Regions from separate parts of the Mus musculus genome. Here region 1 is linked to region 2. Evidence: chromatin contacts called from public promoter capture Hi-C data. All regions are on one chromosome and are shown on one strand. Each heading gives the region's core, a stretch centred on a gene start, on an enhancer-like site or on the middle of the called end of the contact. The rest is flanking DNA. Distances are from core to core; before and after follow the strand shown. Region 1 holds the start of Nckap1 (NCK-associated protein 1). Region 2 holds the start of Itprid2 (ITPR interacting domain containing 2).

Evidence for each region. Promoter capture Hi-C pulls out the DNA fragments that hold promoters and counts their contacts.
Region 1: a contact with region 2 is called in a promoter capture Hi-C map of pre-B cells. The contact joins the promoter of Nckap1 here to the promoter of Itprid2 in region 2. A contact is called at or near these places in 3 of 39 promoter capture datasets (liver and pre-B cells).

What each region holds. Positions count from the first base shown.
Region 1 is chr2:80,576,398-80,583,628 of GRCm38.p6, forward strand. Nckap1 (NCK-associated protein 1) reads right to left here and starts at 4,785. Exons shown (of 31, transcript NM_016965.3): 1 at 4,461-4,785. The coding sequence starts at 4,568. It also overlaps the pseudogene Gm13688.
Region 2 is chr2:79,631,079-79,637,921 of GRCm38.p6, forward strand. Itprid2 (ITPR interacting domain containing 2) reads left to right here and starts at 4,347. Exons shown (of 18, transcript NM_080558.4): 1 at 4,347-4,666; 2 at 4,955-5,000. The coding sequence starts at 4,462. Gm46751 (a long non-coding RNA gene) reads right to left here and starts at 3,984. Exons shown (of 2, transcript XR_001783386.2): 1 at 3,904-3,984; 2 at 1-387.

The sequences.
Region 1 (7,231 bases), core at 3,535-6,034, 950 kb after region 2:
AGAGATCTGCCTGCCTTCATCTCCTGAGTGTTCACCACCACTTCCCAGCTATTATATATATATGTGTGTTATATGTACATATATGTATGTATGTGTATATACATACATATATTAAGGATTATTCTCAGGTCACCATGCCTGGTTGAAGTCATGATGCCTCTGCTCACTGAGCCAACTCACTGCTTCTAAAATATGCATAGTAGCTTCTTTAGAAACCTGGCTATGAATAGATCCAATTCACTTTTTACATCTGAAAGGAATATGTAACTAAAACTAATATGTGGTAATCTTACAGAAATGTACTAGCACAGGAATAATTTCCCTTTTTATTGTGGACTACTTGTGATGAAATCTATGGACCTGGATGGAAAGATCATTTTCATCATGTTTTCTGTAATTATGAATGGAGATTTCTGTTTGCACTTGTGATGTATTAAAGGAGAAAGAATTTAAAATTTTAACTCAAATTTCTTTAGTAAGATATATTTTGTAACAACATTGCAGATTACAGTTATTTTTCCTGTGGAATTTTAGTGGGTTAATTGAAGGTATGTGCACATGCAGGCACACATATCGGCCAGAGGTCACCCTTGGTGTCATTCCTCAGGAGTTACTTTTTTTTTGGAGACATGGTCTCTCACAGGAACCTGGGGAGGTTCAGGCTGGCCTATTAGGTTAGGCTGGCTGGTGGCTACCAAGCTCCAGGAATCCACCTGTCTCTCTCTCCCTGGGGCTGGGATCAAAACCCTGGCATCTTAGGTCAGCACTGGGTATAAACTCAGTTCTCAGGCCCGTGTAGCCAGCCCCGCCGTGGTCTCCTCAGCTCCCTCTATGGTTAAGGTTAAGGTTTAGTCCCTGGTGCATTTTAACGTGTACAAGATAAAAGAGCATAAGTAAAACTAACCGAAATAAATAGGGCATTTTGCTTAAAATGGGGAGTATACTTAAAACATAAAATTAGAATGAAGAGAACCAATGAGATAAAAATTTTCTTCTGTAATTTTCATTTTGAAGGACAAACAGTGAGGCTGGGAACTTAGCTTGGCAGTAGTCCATTTCTAGCATGCCCAGGCTCTGGGACTTGGTTCCCAGCACTATCTGGGGTATGACATCACAAGATCAAAGATTAACCTGTACAATGAAAGACTATGTAACCTGCAGCACAAGAAATGCAGTCAGGAATCACAACTAACCTAAGTTTGTTTCATTAATAGTAAAGTAATAGTTCAATTAATAGTAACCACACACCTAAAATTTTCACCCACTGTTTTCAATATTGCATTTGTTAGTGAATATAGTAAGCTCTTAAGATTTTAAGAGTTGATACTGGTCCGGCAGTGGTAGCGCACACCTTTGATCCCAGTACTTGGGGGGCAGAGGCAGGCGGATTTCTAAGTTCAAGGCCAGCCTGGTCTACAGAGTGAGTTCTAGGACAGCCAGGGCTACACAGAGAAACCCTGTCTCGAAAAACCAAAAAAAAAAAAAAAAAAAAAAAAAAAAGAGTTGATTCTAAGAATTTAACAATATTGTAGGTTTTGGTATACTTGTATATTTTTTAGTATACTTAATTAGACTTAATTTGTCAAATAATTAGACAATGATGAACTATTCTTTGTTAAAGTACAATACTGTAATATTTTAATATTTAAATTGTTAATGTGTAAATAGATCTGTACATATGATTACATGTATATATTACTTACATAGTTAAAGTATAAAACTGTAGTATTTTAATAATATCAAACTTCATAAATCTTAAATTGTTAATGTGTAAATATATCTGTATATATGATAATTTCAAATAACTCTTAAAAGAATGGCCTTATAAGCTAATCTTTTAGGTAATGTCAATGTTGAGACAGCTTCCTCCCTATTAATCCATCTACTGAATGTTTTCGCTAGCATTGGAGTACCAGGTGTATTATTCCAGTGTTGAGACATTCTCATCTCAATGGGAGAGATGTGAAGCTAGCTAACAAAATGCAGTGTTTAAGTAGGATTGTGAAAGACTTGAGACAGTGGGAGATGTTAGACTAGGAAAGATGGGACTATGTGTAAGATCATTTATTCCAGCTTTAGAAGCTCACCACCATTTGAATTCCATTCTAGGGGATCTAATACCTTCTCCTAGCCTTGGTGCACATCAGGCACACACACATGCTGCAGAGATACATGCATTCCAAACACTCATGCTTATAAAGCTTTAAAATCTAAAAGAAAAAATAAAAGTAAATGAAAGATTATGTGATTTATACTGTCATAATAACGTAGATAACATGAACCTTATACGCACATGGGGAACAGATCTTGCTTCTTTGGCAAGATATCTGAACAAATGCTTCACTCTGTAGCCAGCTGGGAAGAGGTAGGCTGGCAATTCCACAGGCTAAAGGATTCAAAGTCAACCTAAAAGGCCAGCAAAATGGCTCAGAGCAGAAAGGCACTTGCAGCTAAGCCTGATGGTCCCAGGAACCCTCTGAGGTGGAATAAGAATGTTCTCACAAGCTCTCCTCTAACCTCCACACACATCTGCTCTCTCTTCCTCTCACAAAATAAACATCAGATGCATTTAACATGAACACTGTCAATTTCAGCCAGCTCTGATCAAAGCCTTGTGAGCTAGATAATGCCCTCAATATTACTCTTCCCATAAGGAACCCAGAAGCCAAGGAGGCAAAAAATATTTCAAAAAGCTATAAAAAATATGTACGTGCTGAAATATACAGCATTTCTGTAACTCAAATGCTTGGCAATTAGGTCAATCACATTCACGCATTTTCCATTCTAGTCAACACAAGAGCCTGAATGAAGTTTCTCAAAACAGGAAGTGAGAAACACTGAGAAAAGGCAGCGATCTGGAATCCGAAGTTTAAATGCTTAGAATTCCACTTACTATTACCCATGGAATTAAAGTATCAAAGTTTGTTTATACTTATACTATAAAAATGTTTAGTGACTTGGCCAAATTAAAGACAGTATTTTACTCAAATACTCAAATCACTTTTAAGGTTACTCTCACTTCCTCTTCTAGAAACCATCATAACCATTTCCTCTAACCACAAAACCACAGGTCTGGTAGCTTTTAGGAACATTTGACTTGCTGGGGTTTCGCATATAGAACTTAATTTCCAAATTTCTTAAGCAGTGAAATTCAAAGGCTCTCATCACTGCAACGTATACAAGCTTAATTCTTCCAACCCCCATGAAGTTACGATCAAGGGGTGGATGTCATGGTCATGGCACAAACGCAATGGGTTCTTCCTAGCTCCAAACTGTGCTGGGTGTAGAGACAATCATTAAAGCCAAGTGAGTAACCAGAACAACACAGCTATCCCATTCCCAACGTTTACTATTATTCATTTAGAGAGTGTGCTTCAGAATTGCAGTGTCAAAAGCTAACTGTATAAACTGAATAAAACAAGTTTATACTGGAATGCTTTGATTCTAAATTTTAAAAAGAATCTTCAGGATACTCACAAGCAACCTATATCCTTTTGATATGGTCAAAAGTATATTTCACGATATATAGATAGATAGATAGATACACACACACACACACACACATATATAATTTTATAAACAAGATTATTAAAGAAAAGACACAGATACACAGAACCCCGCAAGGATGGACTGGTATAAAGTGTACCAAAAGGAAACTTTTTCTCTTTACCAAATTCAGTGAGGCTTAAAATAAATGGATTTGAGGTTGTTTCCCTCTAAGGTAAATTAATGGCAATCCTTTTCCACCTTTAGATCTACTTTTCTTCACTTCGATACAGCCTTCCACTCCCTAATCTGAAGACACTCAGATTTTCAATGGGTCCACTGTCTAGTTGCTCAAATCCTCGTACTATGTTGCGAAGGAGATAGCAACGGGAGCACACTCGGTCTTTATTTTATACAGCCATTGTACTTTAAGGAATGGTGCTTTGGTGCTAATCAGATAGGGTTGGGAAAACTAAAATGAGGAGGAGTAGGGAGTAAAGGTGGTTATTCCTGTTCTAGTGACTCACAGCCTACAAGTATTTCAGACGAAAACCGGTTCCACCCTCACTTCCCCCTCCGGTCCATCTTCAAAATGAAATTATCCCAAACGTCAACACGCTGTCGTGGGGGTGAGGGGCTTGATTCAGGGAACGAAAAATCAAGTGGCCAAGTGGGGACCAGAGGGTCGATCGCCGCATTCCCACACTCGCAAGCCAAGAACCCCGGGCCCGTTCGCCGCAGCCCGGGAAGGCCGCGCGCCCTCCTTTCCTCCCCGCAAACCAGAGCGCCGCGGCGGCCATGCGCGGCCCGGCCGGTTCCCGCCGCCGGGAGCCGGGAAATGGCTCCCGCCTGCCCGCCCCGCGGCTCACTCTAGGCCGCGGCGCATCCCGGAGGCCCCGCGCGAGCAGGCCGAGCTGGCGCCCGCGGCCTTTTCCCCCGCCGCACCCCGCCCGGCCTCGCCGGCCCGTGCGCACCTTCTTGATGTTGTAGAGGCGCGTGAGCATGCCGACGCCCCGGTCGTTGAGGATGGTGAGCTTCTCCGCCAGCTTCTGCTGACTGGGCTGCAGCACGGAGCGCGACATGGTGCGGCCGCCGCCGCCGCCACCGCCGCCGGGCGCGCTACTCCCCGGCTCGCCGCCTCCCTCAGGCCCGCCCGCCTGCCCGCCCGCGACCTCCGCCTCAGCGCGGCGCGCCCATGCCGTGCGCCCACCCGCGCCGTGACACAGCAGCCGCGGCGCTCGCTTCCGCCCGCCGCCCTTCCGCCTCCACCCGCGGCGCTCTCCGCCCCAGTACACCCCCCACTCCCGGGCCGCCTTTCCCGGCTCCTCCGCTAGGTGTGGCGGCGGCGGCGGCGGCTGAGAACGAGTCGGCTTCCCGCAGCCGGGACCGGCGCTCGGTCACCTGATCGGCCGCGCCGGCGCCCCCGCGAGGCCGCCGGGAGAACTGCGGCCGGAGCCCGGGGTCCGGAGCGCCCCGCCCCGCCTCCTCCGCTCCGGGGACCCCCAAGCCGCGGTCCTGGACTTCCCCCGAAGTTGTCCCCGCTCCCCACGCCCCAGGGCCCGCACCGCCGTGGGGACGGGGACGGTGTGTTTCGGGAGACTTTGGCCCCGAGAGGAGCCTGGCGGCTCCGAGCTTGTTTTCCTCCCACGCCTTGACAGACGCTCCAGGGAGAACGCGGCAGATGTGTGCTCCGCACGGCGGGCAGCGCCTCGCCACCTCCCGGTGCTCGCTCCCGCCTCCAGCTGGCTTCGGAGGAAGGAGGTCGGAAGTAAGGGCAGCTCGAGTTCCTTAGATTATTATGAAGGGACTTATCATGGACCAGCACCCATCCGGAGGAGACACGAATAGGCTCTGGCATGTGGTAAGCAAAATAAAAAAGCAAAATAAAAAACAAAACAAATTTTGTTCCGAGTAAGAGGGTTCGCTCCCAGCCTCCACCATAAATCCCAATCGTTTCTGGAATTCTACTTTTCCACCCCATCACCAACCAAATATTGTTTGTCATCATCTCACTCCGTGTCCACTCCTCATCACACAGGGTTTCAAACTGGAACAAATTGTGTCTCCATGTGAATGACTACAATGAAAACTTGCACTCCAGGGGACTTGGGATATTTGGGGCTTTACCTAATATAGTCTAATTGTGTATCGTATTCATGAATTTAAATCAATCAACCCACCACCTTCTATAACAAGGCATTCTGAAGTTAGTAAGAAAATGGATTCACAGGCGGACAGTGGTGTTGCACACCTTTAATCCCAGCACTTGGGAGGCAGAGACAGACAGATTTCTGAGTTCGAGGCCAGCCTGGTCTACAGAGTGAGTTCCAGGACAGCCAGGACTATACAGAGAAACCAGTATTGAAAAACCAAAAAAAAAAAAAAAAAAAAAAATGGATTCACCAAAGCAACTTTGTAGTGAAATGTAACAAATTGTTTCTAAGACATTTTAAAAAGCTACTGTAGCGCCTAGTCTTCCAGAACTCTACCAGAGAGTATACAGAATTCCTTAAGGGCTGTTTAATACTCCTGGTGAAGGCTGGGCATGGTGGCACATGCCTTTCTTCTCAGCACTTGGGAGGCAGAGGTAGGCCAGGACTATACAGAGAAACTCTGTCTCTAAAGACTTCTGACACTCAGGGGGCAGAGGTGGGCAGCCAGAGGTACACAGAAAAATCCTGTCTCAAAACAAAAAAAGTTCTAGTCCTGCCAAAAACATCTTAACATTTATCTGTCGGTGTGCAGTCTACATAGAGCTACATACCTTGAATGTATATTCTTTCTCTACCTCCACCCCCCCCTCCGTTCACGTCTCTCTCTTTTCATCTCAAAGACCATCTATTTAGCTCTATTGAGCTCTATTGAGCTATTTGTTCTGTTATTGACTAATTGAGGCATTTAACTTACTTGGTTTCTTGATAAGCTGGTAGTTAGCATTTAAGTTTACCGGAGGCTGGGGGCTGAAGTCTGAGACAATTAAGAGGACACTGAGAAGGAAACGCTGCTGTGAGGGATTGGGGACAGCCAGGTAAGAAAATGTACATGTGCTGGGTGGAACGAGCGGTGTGTGTGTCTTTAGGAAACCGGGATCATTTCTATCAAGACGGCGGACAACAGCATTTTTTAAAGATTTTATTTTATTTTATTTTATGTGTATTTTGACCTCCATGAATAAATGCACTGTGCTCAAGTCTGGTGTACCCAGAGGCCAGAATAGGCTGTCAGATGTAAAACAACTCTTACAGAACTTTTGTTTCTTTGTAGTTTGAGGTAGAAGAGGATGTTGTTTTGTTTTGTTGTCTTTTATAATGCCATCTCACTCTATAACTCAGGCTGGCCTTGAAGGCTTAGTTGTTGTTTTAGCTACTTTAATAGTGTGATTAAAATACTATAACCAAGGCAACATATGAAATAACTTATTTAATTGAGAACTCATATTCAGAGCATTAGAGTCCATGACCATTGTGAGGGATGTGGTGGCAGCAGGTAGGCAGGCCTGGTGCTGGAGCAATAACTGAGAGCTTACAACTTGATCTCCAAGTATGAAGCAGAAACCTAACTAGGCATGCCATGTGCTTTTGAAACCTCAAAGCCCATCCATACTTCTTCCAACAAGGCCACAGTTCCTAATCCTTCCCAAACAGTTCTACCAGCTGGGAATCAAGTGTTCGAACCTGAGCCTATGGGGATCTTTTGCATTCAAACCACCACAGTTCTCCTCTCCTGCTGAGATTATAGGCATGTA
Region 2 (6,843 bases), core at 3,097-5,596:
TTAAGACATTATCCTGTTTTGTCATATATTGCAGAAAAACTGCTATCAGTAAGTACTGTCATGGTGTGGGCATTGGATACAGATCCCATATACCTATGTAAAACCTTGTATGATTAAAAAAGTCTGAGATCTTTAAAAGCAACATTTTCGGGCAAGACTGAGGAGCAAGAGAGAAGAGATGAATCCATACTTGAGTATCTAGACTTCACAGTTGGATTACAAATATTTTGGCCTTTCCATATAGCTGTCCCATATATCCAGTAGGAATATTCCAAAGCCTCCTTTGAGCAGTTTACAAATTCACAAACCAGGTCAAAGGGAGCTTGTTTATTCTGTTACGTAATCTTGCTTCTCCATTGTGGATGAAGAATGGCTGGACACTCTTACCTGTTGCTCAGAAACAAGAGAGAACAGAGTCAGTGAAAAAACAAACAAACAAACAAACAAACAAACAAACACAAACAAAACAGCTGGCTATAAATTCACTGTGGAGAGGGTAAGACTAGTATTATTCAACAAATGTGACCCTAGAACAAGTGGGAAAAGTGGCAAGCCTCCAATGCCCCAACTTCAGAAAATCTGTAATGGGGTAAGTACAGGATTGTGGAGTAAATCATCTCTAAGGCAGTTCTCTTCTCCTATTCAGCCCTCTCCCTCTGAAATGGACTTGATGAAATACAGAAAATACACATGGCAAGTGGCTCTGCTATACTCGTGTTTCCAATAAGGAAAGGCAAACCAATCACTACTACATTTTTACTAGTCTGTAAAGTCAAACATAGTTTGAATTATATACCCGATATGATTTTATTTCTTTAAAATAGGTACAAAACTAGAAATAATAAAACAAAACAATGTTAATGATTAATAATAACTTAATGGAATAGATCAAAGAACTGATTAAAATTAAACTAAGTAGCTTTCAGCAGAGTTTATTTATTATACTTGTTTTATAAGTAAATCATGGGGTGTTTCTGTAGAGTTTATTGATTCATATTGATTGATATTTTTCTTAAATTCTATTTCATTCTATTTGGAAAATATCCCCCCCTGCTATCATGGGAAATGCTAATAGATGTAAAGGGGCCCACAAGGTTTCCTTCTGAAATGAATTTAAGAATCATTGGGCTAAGTACAAGTAAGTCATGTTTGCTTAGCATAAACCTTGAAGATGTCTTATTTGTACAATAAATTTTATACCAATCTCACATAAAATATATTTTGAGAAATTTCCAAACATCTAATGTCAGGATAGATATTGAATAGAAGTGGACAATATAGCAATACAATATGTGGTATTATCCCAAAAAAGGGTAAAAATTATTTGATATAACTACAATTCTGCCATTCAGATCAGACTTTTAATACAAATTTGATTTACATAAATATAACTGAAATATTTGATTTACATAAATATAACTGAAATATATTTATAATTTATAAATATAACTGAAACAGTTTCTTAACTAGAACCAAAAGGCCTCAATTGAACTACAGTCAAAGTAGATCTTATTTTCTAATTTTGAGGCCTATGTTAAAGTTAGAATTTTTATATTATATATCACTTATTATTGAAGCTTTTCCACCTGAAATTTTGTTATTTAATCAGAGTATGTTTTCTGTTCTCCCCTGAATTCATTAAGCTTTTAAGGAACATTTACATAAAAATGGAAATAGAAGAAGCTATTCATTAGTATTAGAATATTCCTCCATATGAAATCGACTTATTTTTGTGTTTTTCAACATAATAACTGCAATGGCCCTAATAAATACCTACTTCAGTTTTTAAAACCCTTGCAGTAACTTGGTAAGGTAGTTATGATTGCAGTTTCACATACGAAGAAAATGATATCCAGAGAGATCAGTTATGTGTAAAAATAGAAGGAAAACATTCAACTTTAGTCTGATACCAAAAGCCTTCCTCTTTCCACTCTACCTTGTTAGGTTAAATTGTCCATTAATATAACTATATTTCTCTTCTTCATAAGCATCAACAAATGAGACAATATTCTTAATTCAGAGTTTATAGTTGCTATACTCTAATTATACTTTCTGGGCTTACTTCCCTTTTTCTTTGACTGTGATTGAATGACCTATAAATTAGAAGCCATACTTCATTACTGCCTTTCCCCAGAATTCTTTGTTCTCTAAAAGTACAAGCAAAGCTAATTAAAAAAAAATAAGCATTGGAGAAAAAACGCAAAGCAGACAAAACCCGAGTTTGTCTCATTTAAAGAAGAACAATAGCAACGGACATCTTGCCTCAAGAGTAGGCAGTATTCTATGTAGACTCAGCATTGTATTGTGGATACATGAAAGATATGAAAATATGGTCCATAATCTCTCATGTTTACAAAGTGGCTGGTAAACTAAACATATTGTCTGGATCTGATCATATTATTTACTGCTTAATCCATTCCCCTCAATGAACAGCGTGTACATTCTGTTGTACATCAAGGAACTGTAAATAGGATGTGATCATGACTGGGGGAGCCACAGAGTGAAGACATCCCGGATCAGCTGGTTCATGCAGGCAGTAGACAGAACAGGAATGATTTAAAAAGCAAGGACAGAGAACCAGCCACAGCACATGGATGTGTCAGAGTGGAAGTTGGAGACAGCAAATGGATGGGACAGAATCCAACAGGGCCCTGGATAAAACTACTGGAGCCAGTGTCCTCTACAGCCTTTGACCAACCACACCAACACTTCTTTAGGCACTTTCTTTTCATCTGTCTCATATTCCACAGGCAGCTGCATTGGAAGGATATGAAAGAGGTACCTTCATCCTTAATATAGAGCTCCTGAAAGTCTAAGACATATTAATAACTAAATGATCCCTTACCAGTGAAAGGTCAAGTCACTGAGTTGCTGGTACCATCCTTGTAGCTCCCCTTACAGTTCACTGTAAGTGCAGGAGGGCCATGATAATGCTGGGATGGCTCCGGGAAGCCAGCTTGGATTTTGGAATTGGTCTTGGGGATATTGATAAACCATCAGGAGTTGTTGTTTCTATCAATGATTAATGATATATTGGGAACTATCAAACATATGGACCATGCTAGAAAGAAGTAAGGACCAAAGACAGGAAGGTCCCTGTGCTACTTTAAAGATGAATAGATTATGTGCAAAGGCCTGCACAAGAAACTAGGTTCCATCTCATCTCAAGGACACTACATTCTGTGTTCCAAAAACTATTTCCTTCATTTATGAATGCACACTTAACTTGGACTTTTATGAACTGCAAATATCTATTTCAAGTGGAAAATTTCTTCCTTAAAATATTATTTATGTAAAAATGTCCTTTTTAGTCAAGAAAAAGCATAAAAATAGACCAAAGCAAAAAACTATTCTCACTTTGCTTGCAGAGTTCAATAAAATGTTGGAAGCTTTCTATATTGTCTGTAGATGGTTTAGGACATTCACTGTTTGATATGTAACACTTTGTCTCAATCTGGATAGAATTTTAATCTTTTTTTCCTCATAGGAAATACAAGTATGATAAAGGGGACGGAGGAAGCTGGGATTTAAGAATTGTTTCAGAAGCTTGGCATGACCTGCTTCTTGTTACATCTTCTAAGTCCCAAATCCAAGCAGTTAGCTTTCTTTATACTCCCAGGTCGCTTTCTTCACTTCCTTTTTTTTTTTTTTTTGTCTGCAGCTTCAATGTGACATACCCACTTTTTTCTCACTGGATTTTCATACCTCACATAACCAGGACACACAGGTTTCTCAAAATGTGCGAGCAACACCAAGGTAAGCTTTGACAAGCTGACAGTACAATCTCACGTCTCTTTCATCCTTGCCCAATCCTGTAGGCATCCTACACTGATTAAGTCTCAGCAGCCCAGTCACTTGTTTGCACGCGGGGGCGTTTTATGAGACTTGGCCTTGGCACTTTACCTCTATTTCTGGACGAGAGAGGAGTTGAGAGAAGGAAAAGCTGTAAAGCAAACAAACAAACAAATCTGGCTCTTTCCTGAGGCCACCGCGAAGGGGCGGTTCGGCTCCTAGCCCGTCAGGACGTGCCCCGCCCCAACTCTCGTCCTCACCTCCCGGCAAGACCGCCACCGGAAGAGGGCGTGGCCTCCGTCGTGGGCGTGGCGCACAGCTGCGAGAGGCTGGACTGTGCATTAGCGGGGGCGTGGCTAGAAAGGGGGCAGGGCGGGGTCTTAGAGTAGGCGGGACCGGGCCGGGCGGGCGCTCGGCGCCTACCCGGCTTGCCGGAGCCACTCGCGCTCCTGCGCCCCGCCAGGCCGGGTTCACGTGAAGCGCCGGCCCTCCGCCCCTCCCTCCCTTCCTTCCCTCCCCCCCTCCCTGTCCCCTCCTCCTGCGGCGCCCGCTCTGGCTCCCCCGGGCCCCCTGCCCGGCTGGGCGCTGACAGCAGCGGCGGGGGTCCCCGCAGCCGCCGCTGTGTCCCGCGCAGGCTCGGGCTGGGCCCGCGGAGCCCCCGGCGCGGCCATGAACCGACCCCTGTCGGCGGAGGCGGAGGAGGAACTGGAGTGGCAAGTGGCGAGTCGCAGGAGGAAGGCCTGGGCCAAGTGCCGCAGCTCCTGGCAGGCGTCGGAGACCGAGGATCTGTCCACAGAGACGACGACGCAGGACGAGGACGAGGACGACGAGGAGGACCTCCCAGGCACGAAGCTGCCGGCACCCGCGGGGCGAGGTCGGTGCGCGGGACAGGGACGTGCGATCAGGGAGGTGGCGTGCTCCGTGCCACCGGGCGCGGGGACCGGACGCCCCCGAACTTTAAATGCGCGCGTGACCCGCGCTTCAGCTCCAGCATGTGCACCTGGCTGCCGGCTGGCTCCCCTGGGTCGGGCGCCGGGAAGGCTCTCGGAGGCTACGGGTTGCCAGGGCAGATTCTCCTGCAAGGGAGTGTCAGGATGGCACAGCCTCTGAGTACTTATGTTTGGGGTCTTTAACGAGCTGTCCCTTCGCTCTACTCCCGCAGGAAACGTGCCCAACGAGAAGATCGCGATATGGCTCAAAGACTGCCGGTAAGTAAAGCGGGGGTTGCCTGGGGGAGAAGCGAGGGGGTTCGACTTCGTCTCTGGGTCCCGTGGTCACTGTAAGCTAGGAACCGGAAAGTGAGCCGGCCGATAGCTTCCTTCTAGAAGCGATTAGAACTGGAAGTGCTGTGGCCGCTGATTATTTGGTGACCGAGTTGACGACTTCAGCAGTCCGGGCATGATGTCAGCAGCAGATCAGAAACTAAAACAGGTCACAGTGATGCTACTTTGGCTGGTCGTGCTTTCTCTTGAAATAATTTTGATGTTTCACAGAACCTTTTATTTTTCTTTATTTTGGCATCTGCATATCTGGCATAGAATCATTTTCCTTTCAAACGTGTTATAGACGAGTTTAATTTACTTAGCTACACTAACTGGGGTTTAATTTGTGTTGTGTGCCTTAGGTCTCTCTGGGGACCTATTAAAACTAGCCAACTTGCTCCTTGGAGTTTAAGTCCTGGGACAGGGTTTTGTCAGATGGCATTGGAATTCGCAGAAGGAAATGGAGCTTTGAAGGCATTCATACTTTATGAGTCTGTTTAGTTACATACTTTGGCAACCTGCACAAAAATGTTTGATAAAATACAGAGGAGATGGGTTTTATTACAAGTAAATTTGACTAAAGTAAAATGTGTTTTACTTCTATTTTTTCCCCCAGTTTATTTGCTCTTTGAAAAACCTTGTGTGTGAAGACTATAACTTTTAAACTTTGGTTGGCATTTGCTTCTGGGCATATTATTGTTTTCGCAAATTATGTTTATCCTAGGGATTATTTGGTTGTTGGTTTTTTTTTTTTTTTCTGTTTCTTTTTGAAAGCTACTCACATATGGAATTATTTTTTTTTTTTTTCCCTGTAAAGACCAATAGCTGTCTCTGTCTTAGTTCATAACTGGAGCCATACTGATTGTTAGCTGCAGAATTTTACTTAGGCATCATAGACTCGTCTGAAATATTATGGGATGTATAGGCATTCCTTTTAAAGATGCACAGAGGCAAATACATTGCTTCAAGACATCTTTAGGTTAACCATCAGCCTCTTTTAACCCCTTGATTTTCAGATGACAAGAATATGGCCTTTACAAAGCACAGTACTATACTGTGTGCCAGGGGCTCGCCATCAAACAGTGTTAGATTAGAAGGCTGAGATTTTTAAATGTACATCTTCAGAACTTTCTAGGAGAGAACTTACAAAGCAGCATCTCTGACGTTTCCACATCAAGGAGGGAACGGAGTAGTCTGTCCTTGCGTTTATTCAGGACTTTAAAGTTTACATCTTGGTCTCATTTAAAATCCACTCCTTAATATGTTATTGGCTTACACTGAAAACAGGTCTTAAAATTTCTAGCGTTTTTATCTCAAGGGGATAGTCGAAGGATTTTTCTTTTTCAAATGTAAGAACAAGAGAAAAATCACATTTCAAAAATGATATATAGGAATTGAGATTGTAGAAGAAATCATATCAAGGAGATGGAAAATAAAAACAGTTTTTAGATAAATGAAGTAGTCTAATGCTAACACTGACCAGGACTCAGGACTGGTCCAGAAAATTCCAGAAGTATCATTGCTAAACTTAATGTGCACAGATTATATAATTATCTAAGGAAACCTGTCGTAGATTTCTTTCTTGTTCATGTACTTACCCCTATTCAATGTACAAGTAGTTTTTGTGTGTACCTGAGATGATCATTAACATAATTTGTATATTGTATGCAGATAGATGATCTGAAAGACATTTTCCTTCCTTGGTAAATTCTGCAATACTGTTTCCTCATTGCTATCCATATTCAGGGTAAAGATGTCATGTTTTTTCTTTTCCAGTGGAGTCTTTATT